2 separate regions of the Mus musculus genome follow, and region 2 is linked to region 1. The links are chromatin contacts, called in public Hi-C maps. All regions are on one chromosome and are shown on one strand. Each heading gives the region's core, a stretch centred on a gene start, on an enhancer-like site or on the middle of the called end of the contact. The rest is flanking DNA. Distances are from core to core; before and after follow the strand shown.

Region 1 (7,209 bases), core at 2,259-4,758:
GTTTGTTTCACAAAATAGTAAAGTTTTTCTTCTTTTTTTTTAAATAACCACATCAGGAAAATGAAATAGCTGATTTGAAATGAATTTCAGCTTCAAAGAAATTTAGAAAGGTGAAGCGTTGGATCTTCCTGTAGATTTTTGCTTAACCCTCTCTTGTGTCATTTTTAGTTACTTCTATTTCTTTCACTTGAACAGGTGAGCAGCATCCATCCAGAATGTCGCTTTCATCTAGAAATACAAGAAGAAGAGACAAAATGTGCAGAGCTGCTAAGCAGCCAAACGGAGAATCAGAGAGGTAGGTTTGGGGATTAAGTCTGGGAGTGGGATCCTAGCTGTCTATACTTCTCAGCCCCTTGAGGGGTTGGAGGTCACCTACACCTTAAAAAAAATTAGAACCACTTGCTACTGTTCTGGTGGGCCACAAGCAAAACTAATGTAGCCTTGTGACAGTGGGGATTTCAGCAAACCTTTTAAAAGAAAACCTCAATGCTTTACACCAACAGTTTCCATGGCTTGCTGAGGTAACTGTTCCTAACATAATGTTATGGCTCTGGAATGCTCTGAAAAGGTGACTCTAGTTCCCAGGGAATAATAGCACATGTCTGAATTCTTGGCTCTAAAATATTAGCTATCCTTGAAGTTGGTCCATCTAAGAATAATAGAAACTTATCAGAAGCAAACAGGAAAATGGGACTTCAGGTTTCTGAAGACATAATTATTGTAATACTGTGAGTTTGTTGAGTTTGTCTTCTGAGTGGAACTGAAAGTTTTCTGAGTCACTAGGCCTTTGATTTGTGCCTCCGTCATGGTCACAGACCCAAAGGCCCCTGAGTATCAGCCTAGGTATCAACAGCACAACCTTTTGTCTGGGATCTTTCTGCTCAACAGTCATGTGTACACCTTTTTCAAGAAAGAAATTAAAGTCCATAGTCTGGTGTTTGTTAGCAAGACTCAAGTCCAACACTCCACTCTGAACCTATTACCTAACAAAAGAGTTACAGCTACATCACTAATGCGAAATTTCTAGGAGCCACATTAAAACAATTTTTTTTAAAAGTGAGATTAGTCTTAATAATGTATTTTATATTAACTTAAATTATTGGCCTAATCATTTTGACTTATAAACAACAAGAAATCATTGTTTCTATGTTCTTTCTTTCTGTTAAGTCTTATAACATAGTACATTTTTAAAGAATGTTATTAGCACCTCACCTTTTGCGATACTTTTCAAGCTTCCAGTACCACAGATTAGTCAGTGGCTCCCACACTAGGCGAAAGGGCTCTAAATAGGCACCTTTTTTTCTACCTGTCTAAGACCCCTGTTTCCTCCTCTGAAAATGAAGGCTTCAGCTCAAAGCTTCCTTTAATGACCTGTGATTTTACAGCACACATGTGGTTCTGGAGCTACATTCCCTAAATTGTCTAGTTGACCTCACAGTCTGTCGACACAAATATAATCAGTCAGTCTCACTGCTCCAATGAAGGGCTAGCACTAAAAAACTGACTTCAGTTGGCAACAAATGAGAGCTATGGGTCAGCACTGTGGTCACCGAGGCTGGCTCTGTTCAGTAAAAACCTCAGAGTTCAGAAAAGCATTCCTGTGGCAAAGGCGCACGCGTGCGCACACACACACCAAACAACAACAACAATAATGATTATAACAATAACAAGATGAAGAAGAGGAGGAGGAAGAGGAAAGGAACTTAGACATGAGGCTGGTGAGATGACTTAGTAGCCATGAGCACTTGCTGGGTTCCCAACACCCATGGCATCACATTTATAACTACAGTTCCTAGAAACCCAGTGCCCTCTTCAACTCCATAGGCTTCTGCATACACGTAATATGTGTGTATGCTTCCAGGCAAGCATTCATACATGTAAAATTGAAATAAGTATTTTTTTAAAAAATGAAATTAAAATGGGAGCTTGGCAGACCACTGTGGCCAGTGATGGCTAGAGCTGCTAATGGTCTCCTGATGAGTGGCCCTCTCAAAGATGACCTCCTGTGACAAGCTTCCTGGGTTCCCAGGGGACAACCTGCATGGACATCCTAGGTAGAGTCTATGAAAACTGCTCAGATTTCCTTAGTGCTTGTCTGGCATGGCCAGGTGGATCAAGTCTGTGGGACTTCACCCTTGTTTGTCATACAGACAAACCTCATTGCTTTTTCTTGCAAGAACGGATGCCTACTTGGACGTTTCATGTTGTGGGCTCTTATTTTCAGTGTTAGCTTACGAGAAAAGTATATGTATATCTGATTCATCCACCTTTCTGTTTTGCAAGAACTTCTTGGTCATTAGCTAGCCACCCTCAGGAGAGCAGAGCTGACCATCAGCCAGCCACTGTGCAGCTCTCAGAAGAGATAGCCTGTGACCCTAGTCCTCTCTGAAATATGCAGAGTTCCAATGCCAAGAGTATAAATAGCAGTAGGTTACCAGGATGAAGATGCTGCAGGCATTGAGAGCCAGAGGCTGTGCAGAGCCAGAGCTGAGAGAGCACTTCTGGTAGGACAAGGCCACAGGACATATCCTCATGAAGTCACAAGTGACATTGCTGAGCTCCTAACATCTGTGAGCGCTACTTTCATAATCGGTGGCAGTGTGTAATTGGTCTAGAAGAACCTCAGAAATTAGAAATAAAGTAGCTTTGATGTTGACAAAATAACTTCCACAATCCTAATATGGAACTCTTCCACTTTGTTTTATGATGTATCAAGAAAACAAAACAAAACAAAACAAAACAAAACAAAAAGATGTAGTAAATCCATACAAAACCAGTTCTAAAAAGGACTCAGAAAGCTGTGGAGGTATTTGGAGTCCTGTAGTTGAATTTTGATTCACTGCTAAGACAAACTTAATCTTGACAATATGAGGATGAGGAGCCTAACGTCACAGATGGTTGAGGGTGGAGGAATATTCTCAGGGAAGTCAGTATAGGAACTTTCCTGTGGCTTTCTTATGGCATCTATGGCTACTCCAGGAATTGGCAGCACAAAAGTTAGACTGGTGTGCTTTGATGACCCCCTCCCTGAAAAAGTAGGTGGTGTTTGCCAAAGGATGTGTTTTACTACAATCTACTTAGAACCAGGTAAAAAAAGGTGCTGAGCAGTGGCCGTTGGTTTGTTTTAAACAGAGCATTGGACTCCTTGGAGGGACTGTGAGGGCCTTGTTATTCCCTGCTGACGAGCTGGACTGAGAGTAGCCAGCCACAGGTTCGTGGTAACAGCAGAAGATGGGAAATGTTGGGCCAGAGACAGACAGACTTCCCTGCTTCTCACACGGCGTAGAGCAGGAGCTTCGCACTCACCATGGTTTACTACTTTGAAGACTCTCAGATCCAAGGCCCATGTATCTGGGTCACAGCCCCACCCTAGTAAATCCACAGCATCCACAGCAGCTTGTTAGGATCCTGACAGCAAGTTAAGGATCCGGGAGTGTGTGGGGTGCCTTAGTTGCCAGACCGCCCAGAGGAACACAAACACGGCCTCTGTTGCCCAAGGCTGTTTGCATGTGACATCCTCAGAAGAGAAGCAGATGCGAACAGTTAGAGTCTTCTTAGAAGAGGGGCTCCGAAGCCCACACTGGAGAGCATTTAGCAGACTGAAACAGCTTCTTTTTATTATCCAGGAATGGTGTGTGGTCACCAGTGACCACAGCACATGGCCACTAATCCTTCTACCCTGTTGTTCTTGAGAGAGACAAAGAGAACATGTTTGGTTCCTGTTACATCTCACAAATCTTACACCATGCCTTTAAAAATATTTCAACTGGCTTTTACAGAAGGAATGAACATTTTTACATCCAAAATTAGTGTTAGAAATTAGTGACTATGAACACAGAAAAAAAAGTACTGCAGTAAGAAGTGTGTCCATGCCTCTCCTGCCTTGCCCTGTGAGGCTGACAGTGCTGGTGCACAGTGCCCTTGAAAACCATCCATGTGTTTGTTCTGTGTCTTGATCTCCCCTCTCTCCTTTCGTTTGGAGACTAGACTGTGTCATCTCTACACTCTCCTTTGAGTTTACGTAATATCTAGCACGTTCTTTTGGTTCCTTTCAGCTATTGAACTTTCAGATGAGTGACAATACGTCCCTATTAGAAACGATGTTCTAAGGAATAAAATAACTCACCATATAGTGACTTCAAGTAACTAATCATGAAATTAAGTCAGTTTCTCATGACCATGTAAGTAGCAAGGTCTGCATGATGCAGTCCCTCTTGGTCAGTGACGACTGGACCCTGAGGAGAAATCTTAAAGCAAGAGGAAAGCCGTGCTGTGTACTCCCAGCAGGTGCTGGGGTCCAGAAACAGTGTCATGTGCCTGGCACAGGCCTGACACAGTGAGTAGGCACTGCGGGGTGTTCAGTACAAAGGAAGATGCGCACTCCTGTGCTACCTGAGGCTTTCTCTGTTTGGTAAGAGTAAGGGGTCCTGGACTTGCTTCCAGAAGCCCAAGACCTCAGGGTAAGGACATTGAGTCCAGACAGGAGGGCTTTCTAGGTCTACACCTGCTGGCTCTGTATCTATTGCTTGTTAGAAACAGAGCAGAATTTTCTAGAAGGACATTGCCTCATTCTTCTGTGTCTGCTCAGAGGCAGGAGTGCCACTTAAATGCTGAGCCACAGATTGCAAGTTCCACCTGCCTGTTGAAATGAGTGTTTTCTTTCTTTGGACCTGTGCTGGCTTATGAGGCTCTAGGCAGCACCCTGTGTTCGTCTCTCTGAGGTCTAGATCTGGCTGCTTCTCTGTGTTGATTTCCACATTATAACCTTGACATAAACCTCTTTCCATCTTTTCTGGACATAAGTTAAGGCTTCTGGGAGCAGCTGTGGCTTTTCTAGATGAGACAACTCGCTGGACAGACACCACACGAGGTGGTACAGATAACCCCAGAGTCTGGGTTGCTTAAGTATGGAATGAGGTGTTGCCTAACCTTCCCTGAGCTGCCCTGAGAAGACTTGAGTATGACAGTAGGCCACAAGTTATGGATCAGAGTGAAACACATGCCATGAAGCTGTGTGGTACTTTGTGGACACCCCCCCCAGGAGGTTAATCTGTAATCTGTAAGCACTCTGTGAACATATACACGCACACATGGTTGCGCCAAAAATGTCCTGGGATTTACAAGGAAGGGGAGAGGGGACTTCCACCTGGGACTTTGGTAATGGCATGAGAGACGTGTGCCAGGCTGATCTCAGATGTAGGAAGTAAGAGGGGGTTGTGGCAGTGGCAGGCTAGGGACATCAGCACAGATGAGGAAAGAGAGCAGAGTGGATATGTGTAGCCCCGAGGGTGGAGATACACTGAGGGCCTTGGAGGGCAGTGTCTCGGTATGCGCTATGCTTTAGGGAGGTCAGGGCATCCTTGGAAATAAAGAAACACAACAAGCCAATAGCATTCTGAAGAGAAATGAAAATGTTTCTTGTGGAAAGTGGTGGGGGACAGCAACTCCCCAAAGCCTTTTCGGGGAGCAAGAGGCCGAACTACAAGGATAGAAGGGCAGAAAGGCCTGGAGGGTACAATGTGCAGTGCTGCCCTACGGTGTCCCACAGAAGAAAGCCACTCAGAGTTCAGGGAAATGGCCTCTGTGGGGTTGGCTAAGCCTGATCCTATGCCTGAGGAAGGATGGTGAAGGAAGAGATCCATCAGGGGCTGTGCTCAGCAGGGAGTGACAGACAATGCTCAGACTCCTTCTGCCTTGTACAGAAGGAAGGATCAAAGTTAGCTGAAAAGAGAATGTTCTAGCTGCACAGCCCAGTCATCTCAGGGACATGTCAGCCCTTCACGACAGAGGCCAGAACAGGAAGTACTTACTCCTCAGAACTAGCCTTGAGGGGTTGAGGGACAGGGTCTGTTCCCAAGAAGGTGGGATGGCATCACTGAATCCTAACCCAAAGCACTGACTGCTGACTTTCCAGGGCCTAGGCACCCTGGAAAACATAGTCCTCTGGTTCTACATTGATACAATTTTGTCCTGGCTACCGCTGGATGGTGGCTTGGCATTAACTCCCGTGAAGGGTTGAAGTCACAACTTCCTAGAGTAGCCACAACTTTGGTCTCCTTGCCTGGGTCAGTTCCTGCCTAGATATGTCAGGGCCTGCTAGTAGATACACTGGCGTGGTTGTGGGACGTCACTAAGTCCTGATCATGAATCTGAGGGAGATTATCTTGAGATCCATGGGCAGGATGTCTCATGCCAGTGATGGATCTCCAGATGGGATCTGTTGCTATGAAAAATATTACCCAGCTCTGCCCAGTCTTGAACTTCCGACGGTAACAGCCAGACCCTGAGCCATGGTAGAACCTGGAGAAAAGCTTCTAGAGTGTTTCATATGGGAGGAAACTACGCCATCAGCCCGAGCACTGTGAATGCCCTCATGAGTCAGAGGGTCAACATTTTGCAAATATTCAGCACATGCATTGGTTAGGTACCCACATTGTGTCCCCTTACTACCCACTGTCCACATGGTACTACATGAGGACCTGGACCTGTCAGGTAGTAAACAGTCTCCTATCTTAAGGGCTAGGTTCTGCACTCAGTCTTTATGTGCCAGTGACTAAGCAGGTCTCTCCACATGGATTATAGTGACTCCTGCTGGAATGCACTGATATTGGGGTTTTATAGGATTTGGCAGAGTTCCCCTGTCAAAAATGTAGGCTCTGTCCAGATCTGCATACTACTTTATAAAACCCTTTTTGTTCATTTAGCAAATTGTGTTGCTTCTGGGTCTGAATCATGGTGCAAACTTAGCCCGTGTTCTAGAATCTGGTTTCAACCTTTGGGATCCACCTTAACCCCCAAATAAACCTGCTTTAGATTCAAAAGCCAGATGTGAGCTGACTTTCCAATGCCATCCAGCAGTAATTCCCTGTAAATGGTCTTTCCAGGTCTTAGCTAATACTTCACCCTAGAGACAGAGGATGAAATTCTAGCCATCCCCTGATTAGGGATGTGAGCATTTTTACCTGGATCCTGTACAATGTCTTGTGGCACTCCAAACACGTGGAGTCCTGGCTTTGAAGAACCTTCTAACCTGGCCTGATTTGCCACCGTTTCTCTAATACTAGGAGTGGTCTCATTCATCAGCATGCTCCAGGCTAAGCTTCTACTACCCTTCCTTGTAGGAAGGGCTCTCTGTCAAGACTGTCCTAAGATAATGCTACTGTGTCCACAGTGTGGCCCCAAGCATAGTAGGTGTTTAGAAACCCTTTG
Region 2 (7,209 bases), core at 1,725-4,224, 74 kb after region 1:
CTACTGTGTCATAAATTTTTATCTTTTATATACTGGACATTAATGAATTGATATTTTGTTTCTGTATATTTTTCTGACTTAAAGTCAACCATGTCTCATTCACATATTGTCCTAGGCTTCTTATTTGTATACAGCATCTTTTGTATCCTTTTTCTCTTGGTCCCATTTGTGTCTTTAAACCTAAAGCAAGTATCCTATAAATAGGCCTTAGTTGGAGCATGGACTTTTCAAAAAAAAAAAAAAACTATTATATAAACCTCTAACTTTGATCAGAGAATAGATAAAATTCCTATGTATTTAAAATAATTACTTATTTTAAAAAATAATTTGCTTTTTCAGATAAAATTTTTAACGAATCAGTAGGTTAGTTTCTCTGTTAAAAGGCACATTTTTAGATTGCATCTAATATGAAACTATGCTAATTTTTAGAAATTACACCTAAAAGAATGACACTAGATCATTCACATAATTTAAGAATTTCATCATTGTATCAGATTAAACTAAAATCTTAAAACATTTCATCTGACAAAGAAGGGGGTTTTGTGTCTGTTAACAAAGGTCATATTTATAAAATACTTAGTAAATGCAAAAAGAAAATATCAAACAAGAATGGCAGTAGTAGATTCTTTTTTAAGATCCATGACCTCACTAGGCCTGGGAAGTCAGTTGGGTCTGTAGTTACCGGGGACTGCTCCCTTCCTCTTGAGTAGCCCTCAAATCCACCAACAAATTGCTGGTCATTTTTGTGGTTTTTAGATGTCATAGTTGGGCAGGACTATTAATTGCTTCTCTCCCTTGACAGATTTCATAGCATTTTCTGGTACCATGAAAGGTAGACCACAGAAGGAAAGCTTTCAGGCTAAGTCCAGCTGGAATAATTGAAACCCTGTATGCTAAAGTATGCAGTGCCTTCAGCAATAGGTGTTTACCTATGCAAGGCAACCAAGGGCTAGAACCATAGTCTATATTGTCGTGGAGCCACTCTGACTACCCTGACCAACCATTCTCAAACATGGTACTGGGGACAAGAATATGGTGTGAGCACCCTCTCATCTCTTCTCTTCAAGGACCTTGGGCTCTATGGAATCCCATAGCCAAACAGAGCAAGTGTGCCAGCTCAGCCTTCTGTTCCTCTTCTCAAAAAGCTGTAATGTCACCCTTAGGATTTTATCTAGTTCAGTCACCTTCCAGAAGCCCTACCTCCAAACATCATCATGACTTCGGGGAATACGTTTCTAAAACATGAACTTTGGGGGGAACATATTAAAAGTGCAGCACCAAGAAAGCCCATGGAGAAGCTGTCTATCCTGGTCAAGTATCTGGGGAGGTAACCTCAGGGCTCACCTTCCTGTTTTTCAGGCACCTTTGGGTCATTTGTTTCTATAAGCAGCACCCTCAAGGAGAATCTGTGATCATATGAAGCCACAGAAGCGCTGGCTCTTTCCAGCCTTCTTGCTTTAGCCTATTGGGAATCCTGTGTTCAGGTGTCCCTGCCCTGTGCAGAGTCCTCCTGGGCAAGTAAGGCCTTGACTAAAGCATCCAGGACTGTTTTAGAGGATGACGGGGTAAGAAAGCAGGCAAGGGATTGACCCAGCCATGCTACCTGTAAGAGATACACAGGAGGTATTGGGACTGCGACCAGCAGGTACTGTGAGAGACAGAAACAAAGCAAGCGATTCCTATGTTCTACTGTGCCTGGGGAATATGGCACCTCTGAGACAGGGCACTTGCTCCCAGACACATGCTGCAGATGTCACATCACACAGCAGAACAAACCGTGTCCCCGGGGGTCAGCAGACTGGTGTGAATAGGCAGATATTAACTATTTTAGGTTCATAACAGTCATAGGCCTTGGGATGGTGTGGCTGGGCTGGTCCTGTCTGCTAACCCCTCATCACAAAGTCCGACGATGTCCGAAGATGTCCGAAGGGAGGTGTGTACTGGCTGGTTTTGTGTGTCAACTTGACACGAGCTGGAGTTATCACATAGAAGGAGCCTCCCTTGAGGAAAGGCCTCCATGAGATCCAGCTGTAAGACATTTTCTCAATTAGTGATCAAGGGTGGAAGGGGGGAGGGGGGAGGGGGGAGGGCCCCTTGTGGGTGGTGCCATCCCTGGGCTGGAAGTCTTGGGTTCTATAAGAAAGCAAGCTGAACAAGCCACAGGAAGCAAGCCAGTAAGTAACATCCCTCCATGGCCTCTGCATCAGCTCCTGCCTCCTGACCTGCTTGAGTTTCAGTCCTGACTTCCTTTGGGGATGAACAGCAGTGTGGAAGTGTAAGCTGAATAAACCCTTTCCTCCCCAAGCTGCTTCTTGGTCATGATGTTTGTGAGGAATAGAAAACCTGACTAAGACAGAGGTGTTACCCTGTTTTGTGAATGAGCCTCATCATAAGCAGAGTTGCTTTGAAGTAACTGAACTTTTTCTTTCTTTCTTTCACTCCCTTTCTATTCCCCTTTCTCCTCCCTTGTAATTCTTATTCATTTGTTGCCTGGCTTACACTCTATCAACTCAGACTTGGGAGAAACTCATCCATTAATCAATCATGTAAAGGAATCCATACACATTACCTAGCTTTATACTCCACCAACCTGTGGAATGTGTGCCCCGTGGGACAGTTTTCAGAGCCTCTTGTGGGCACAGGCTTTCTGATGTATGGGGTCTTAGTCCTGAAAGGATGTCTTACTTCAATTCTCTTTTCTAGAACAATCTGAAGGGTGCCACATTCTCAGAATAGGCATGTTTTGTTGGAAGGGCCACATAGAAGGAACATTTCAAGGAGGGGAAACTGCAAAGCCCTTGACTCTATGTGCCTGGCCAGAGTAGTTACATGCTGGTACACGTTCACTATAATTCACCCACCTGACACTTGGGTTAGACCTGAATGTCGTTTCTTTAACTCACACTGCTCATCCCACTGGCCTTTGCTGTGCTTCTCTGTGCCTCCTCAGAGATACATGAAACTGTCCCATCCCCCTAACGATGCTGGATGGATGGCTCCAACAGCTCACTGCTCTCACCTTGACACAAAGTCCTAGCGTCTGCATCTGTGAGACAAGTTGGAATTTATATATTTCCAGTGGAGATTAATAATTCATTAGATGCTGAAGTAGAAAAACAAAGTACCGATTAATCAAGGCTCTGCTGAGGCCTGCTTTGCAGCCACCAGTCTGTGGGGATTGGCAGTGCTTTTACACTGGAAGTAGGTCAGGACCACAGAAAAGCAGCTCTCATGCACTAGCATCTGTTCGCACTAATCACTGTACACAGCTTTGGGTCTTACTATAGTTTTTATTAGTTATCCCAGCTGGGATTTATGTCTCAGGAATAAAGAGCCAAGAATGGGAGGAGTTACCCTCGAAAGATCCAGGTCATGTGGTGCAGGGCAGGGAATATGGCTGACTCAATCTCTTTGCCCATAGAGCCTCAGAGTATCAGATCTTAGCACTCTAAGGAGGGAGACTCAGAGGGTACAAGTCTTAGAAGTCTCCCTAGGGCTTGGTGCCCAGCAAATATATGCTGTTTGTGACTTCCCTAATACCAGGTACAGGCCAACACAAAGGACCTGTCCAAGGGAAACTCACGGCTCAGACCTGATCTATTTACAGGTTGAGTTTGGGTGAAGCCAAGAATAATTCTGAGGAGAAGCAAATTCTGAGATATACTCCAGAAAAGAGTGAAGCCATGCAGGACCTGCCCAGAACTTGTAAGGCAAGGCTCTCTCACCCACCCAGTCGTGACTTGCAACAGGCACCACTGAATGTTCACCCATTTTCTCCAAACATAGATTTCGTTTAAGTAGGCCACTCGATGACGGTGGAAACTATGAGGGCTACCTGTGTGTGCCATAGTGTGAGTTCTGTGAGAACCAGACTATGGTTCTCCTGGTTTTAAGAGTACCTGGAAGATGGTAAACATCTCCCCGCACCACCACCACCACCCATCCTGGTAATTGTTCGACTATTTATTTAAGGACCTAAAGCACAAGAGAAAAGACACATGTGAATATTTGAGTAAAAGTAACAACCAGCTGTGGCCTGTTTTGAAAGAAAGTGTTAGGTATGGAGGAAAAGAATGGGAGCCTCCCCATTCATCTGTTGGGCTAGGCATCAACTCAATTCCCCTGGCTCCAGCTCAAAAAAGATCCTTCTTTACCCTGGTAAGACAGTACTTGCAGGTGACATTTTCTATAACACTAAAGAGTGTAAGCCACTGGATTTGTCTTCTGTGCCCTGTCTTCAGAACAGACCCGCAAGTGCAATCCAGAAAACTAGGCCTAAAGGAGACCCCTGATTCCCAGAACCAATCCACTAGATCAAGAAGATCCTTGCCCCATTGGGTCTGCAGACAAGCAGAAATCAAGAAACCCTTGATATACCTTCTCCCTCTGGCCCTGTAGAAACTACACTAGGCATCTTACTGAGCTCAGCTTGCAGTCTCCTAAGAGACTGGCTGGTAAAGAGAAGTCAAAAAGGCATAGGAAGGTTAATCTGGCTCTAGCTAGCAGTCTTGTAGAGTCACACGCCACTGTGTTATAGCCAACAGGATCAGCTGCCAGGTCCAAACTCACCATTCACATAGAACACTGTGCATTCACTAAGCAGAACGTTAATGTAATATTTCACAGAACCTGTAGAGAATGTCCTTCTAACTCATTATCTAAACTCAACCTTTTTCTCTAGCCTAGCTTTTCATTTTTAATCGCTAGGCTCACAGCCCAGTATTTGTCAGCTTACTCTGATCGATCAGCAGCCATACTGAGAAACTCAAAATCCTAGCTGCTGAGAATACAAAGGAATTGTATCCTCTTGACCTTGACCTTTTGATTCTCAAAAGTCTCTTGACCTTGTAAAGACAGTTCCTGGGGCACATCTACTCAACCCTCAGCGTCATCAGAATCAAAAGCTCAGTTGCCACACATGAGCCATAGCTGAGGTTAAGCGTCTTGAAAGTTCACCTAGAACACAGAGACTGCCCGGGGACATCACTATCACTATGAGTGAATGTTTTGGAAACCATGCAATAGGGGAGTAATGGGAGATCATGGGAAAGGGGGTCTCAATCTATCCTAGCAAAGTCCATTCTTTTCATCACATGGCCTTTGTCTTGGCCTTCGAAGCATATGTTTTCTACTCTGTTCAAATATTATTTCAGTACATTGACCGAGTTTTGTGGTGTGCGTGGATTTTTGGATTAGTGTGTCCTATTTTGAGGACTGTAAATCACTTTTAAACATGCATAAGCTGTTTATAAAATAATTTACTAAAGTGGGACTCAGCCTGCATTAACAGCTGAAAAATCACTCCACAGAGACAGCTCCATGAAGCTGACGCCAGAGGACAAGCTAATGAGAAGTGTGGCCCCTCCTACAACTGCCTCCCTGAGTGTACAGCTCATGCATGCCAAGATGACGACGAGGCCGGCTTACTCCCATAGCCCAAGTTATCTAAGATGTATCTCAGAAGACCTCCAGACTAGGGCCATGTCAGAAGTTGACAAGGTTGGCATAATGCTGAGCAGCAAGCAACCTAGCCCCAAACACAGATTTCAGATCCCCCGAAAAGCAGCTGCTCCATGGCAACAGGCCTCAAAAATGTATGGAGATCTCTGAATTTTGGCTGTGTGAAGCAGGGCAAAGCAACACAATGTGTATAATCCTTCAGCGTCAGCTACAGAATTCAAGCCACCAAACGTGCATGACCCTTCCTACTTATTTACCCACCATGTACAAGATAATTTCATATTAATTGATTTTCATAATCCACTGTGGATCAGTCAGCTACACAGATAGATTCAGGATTGACCACAGATTAGCTAACTGGCTTCTGCAGTTGTCATCCTTAGACTGTCCAGCAGGCCAGGCCAGTAGGTGGTGTTTATGTTCCAGACTGCAACAATCTCTTCTTCATGGAAATCTGTGTGTTCTTTTAGGCTCTCTGCATGAGTTGTTTGCTGAGACTGTCTAAGTTTACTAAAGTCAGCCTGTTGGAAAGCATATCAAATCCACAAATGCCTTCATAGCAGCATCTGAATGGGGCTTTGAGAGGCCTAACCATATACTGGCCATGTGACAGCAGAGCAAACCAACACTCACTGTGACACAAGCATGTAGACCCAAAATTAACTTCTTTCTGCATAAGTCATGGTTTGGAGCCCAAGAGAGCTGAAGGGCCCGTTTCTGATTACTATTTCCTACAAGAGCAAAGCCTGTGAGAAAACATGAATCCGTTGAGAATTCAGCAAGTCATCCTTTTTTTTTTTTTTTTTTTTTGGTTTTTCGAGACAGGATTTCTCTGCGTAGTCCTAGCTGTCCTGGAACTCACTCTGTAGACCAGGCTGGCCTCGAACTCAGAAATCTGCCTGCCTCTGCCTCCCGAGTGCTGGGATTAAAGGCATGTGACACCACCGCCCAGCCCTCAGCTGTCACATCCTTGATTGCAGTGAAGATCTGAGCTATTTGCCTTTAGCATATGAGTTTCATTCTTGATCATCCAGACACTCCCATTTGGATCTCCTTAGTTTATGCTTTTCACTACAAATCAGAATGCAGCTTGAAAAGACTAAGACCAAGAGAAAAAACGCGAGGAATCCATCAAACTTGGCAAGCGTGGCACTGCTACCCAATTTCTTCTTTAATAAAAGACCACTTAGGTCACAGCAAGATGCAATAGCCATAGTAGAAAGGTACTCACCTCGGTCCTGCCCCGTAATCATGACTGTCTATTGGCTAAATGTGACCACTTCACTGTGGTTTTTCTGCACAGTTTTTTATTTTAATTTTTTGAGATTATAATATAATTACATTATTTCTCCTTCCCTTTCTACCCTCCCATCTCCTTTAAAATTCATGGATTTTTTTTCACTAATAGTTGTTAAATGTGTGAGTGTGTATACTAGTATCTAAATATAACCTGCTCAGTCTGTATAATGTTACACATATGCATATGTATGTATATATATATATATATGTGTGTATATATATATATATATATATATATATATATATATATAGCCATACAGTGTGTTCTTCCCTAGGAAAACTGTTTCTCCTGCTTCCAGCATTCACTAGTTGCCTGCAATGCTTTGAGTAAGGGTTCAGGCCTTAGATTTCCCCCATCCACCTTAGCATAACCTCTTATTGCCAACCTTGTTCACCTCATGTTAAGGCAATAATGTTGGAAAGATTATAAATGGATGGAGCCTCTGACAC

Evidence for each region. A called contact is a pair of places that touch in the nucleus more often than the background predicts.
Region 2: a contact with region 1 is called in a Hi-C map of rod photoreceptor, with 2.7 times the contacts expected there. The contact joins two enhancer-like sites. A contact is called at or near these places in 5 of 39 promoter capture datasets (the C10 cell line, HPC-7-derived erythroid cells, embryonic stem cells and 2 more), 7 of 484 Hi-C or Micro-C datasets (the HPC-7 cell line, LSK cells, Th1 cells and 3 more), 1 of 115 datasets of contacts at active chromatin or transcription factors (memory CD8 T cells) and 5 of 9 other capture datasets (adipose tissue, embryonic stem cells, liver and 2 more).

The regions. Positions count from the first base shown.
Region 1 is chr12:116,079,838-116,087,046 of GRCm38.p6, forward strand. It overlaps Vipr2 (vasoactive intestinal peptide receptor 2), which reads left to right. Exons shown (of 13, transcript NM_009511.2): 2 at 196-295. Among named protein-coding and RNA genes, the nearest start is that of Gm46383, 5.2 kb to the left of the region's middle. Within about 2 kb of position 3,509, at least 8 of the 459 cell types and tissues checked have an H3K27ac peak or open chromatin away from gene starts, as enhancers often do. A contact at or near this core is called in rod photoreceptor, where this site is marked.
Region 2 is chr12:116,154,042-116,161,250 of GRCm38.p6, forward strand. No RefSeq gene overlaps it. Among named protein-coding and RNA genes, the nearest start is that of Gm23732, 16 kb to the right of the region's middle. Within about 2 kb of position 2,975, at least 6 of the 459 cell types and tissues checked have an H3K27ac peak or open chromatin away from gene starts, as enhancers often do. A contact at or near this core is called in rod photoreceptor, where this site is marked.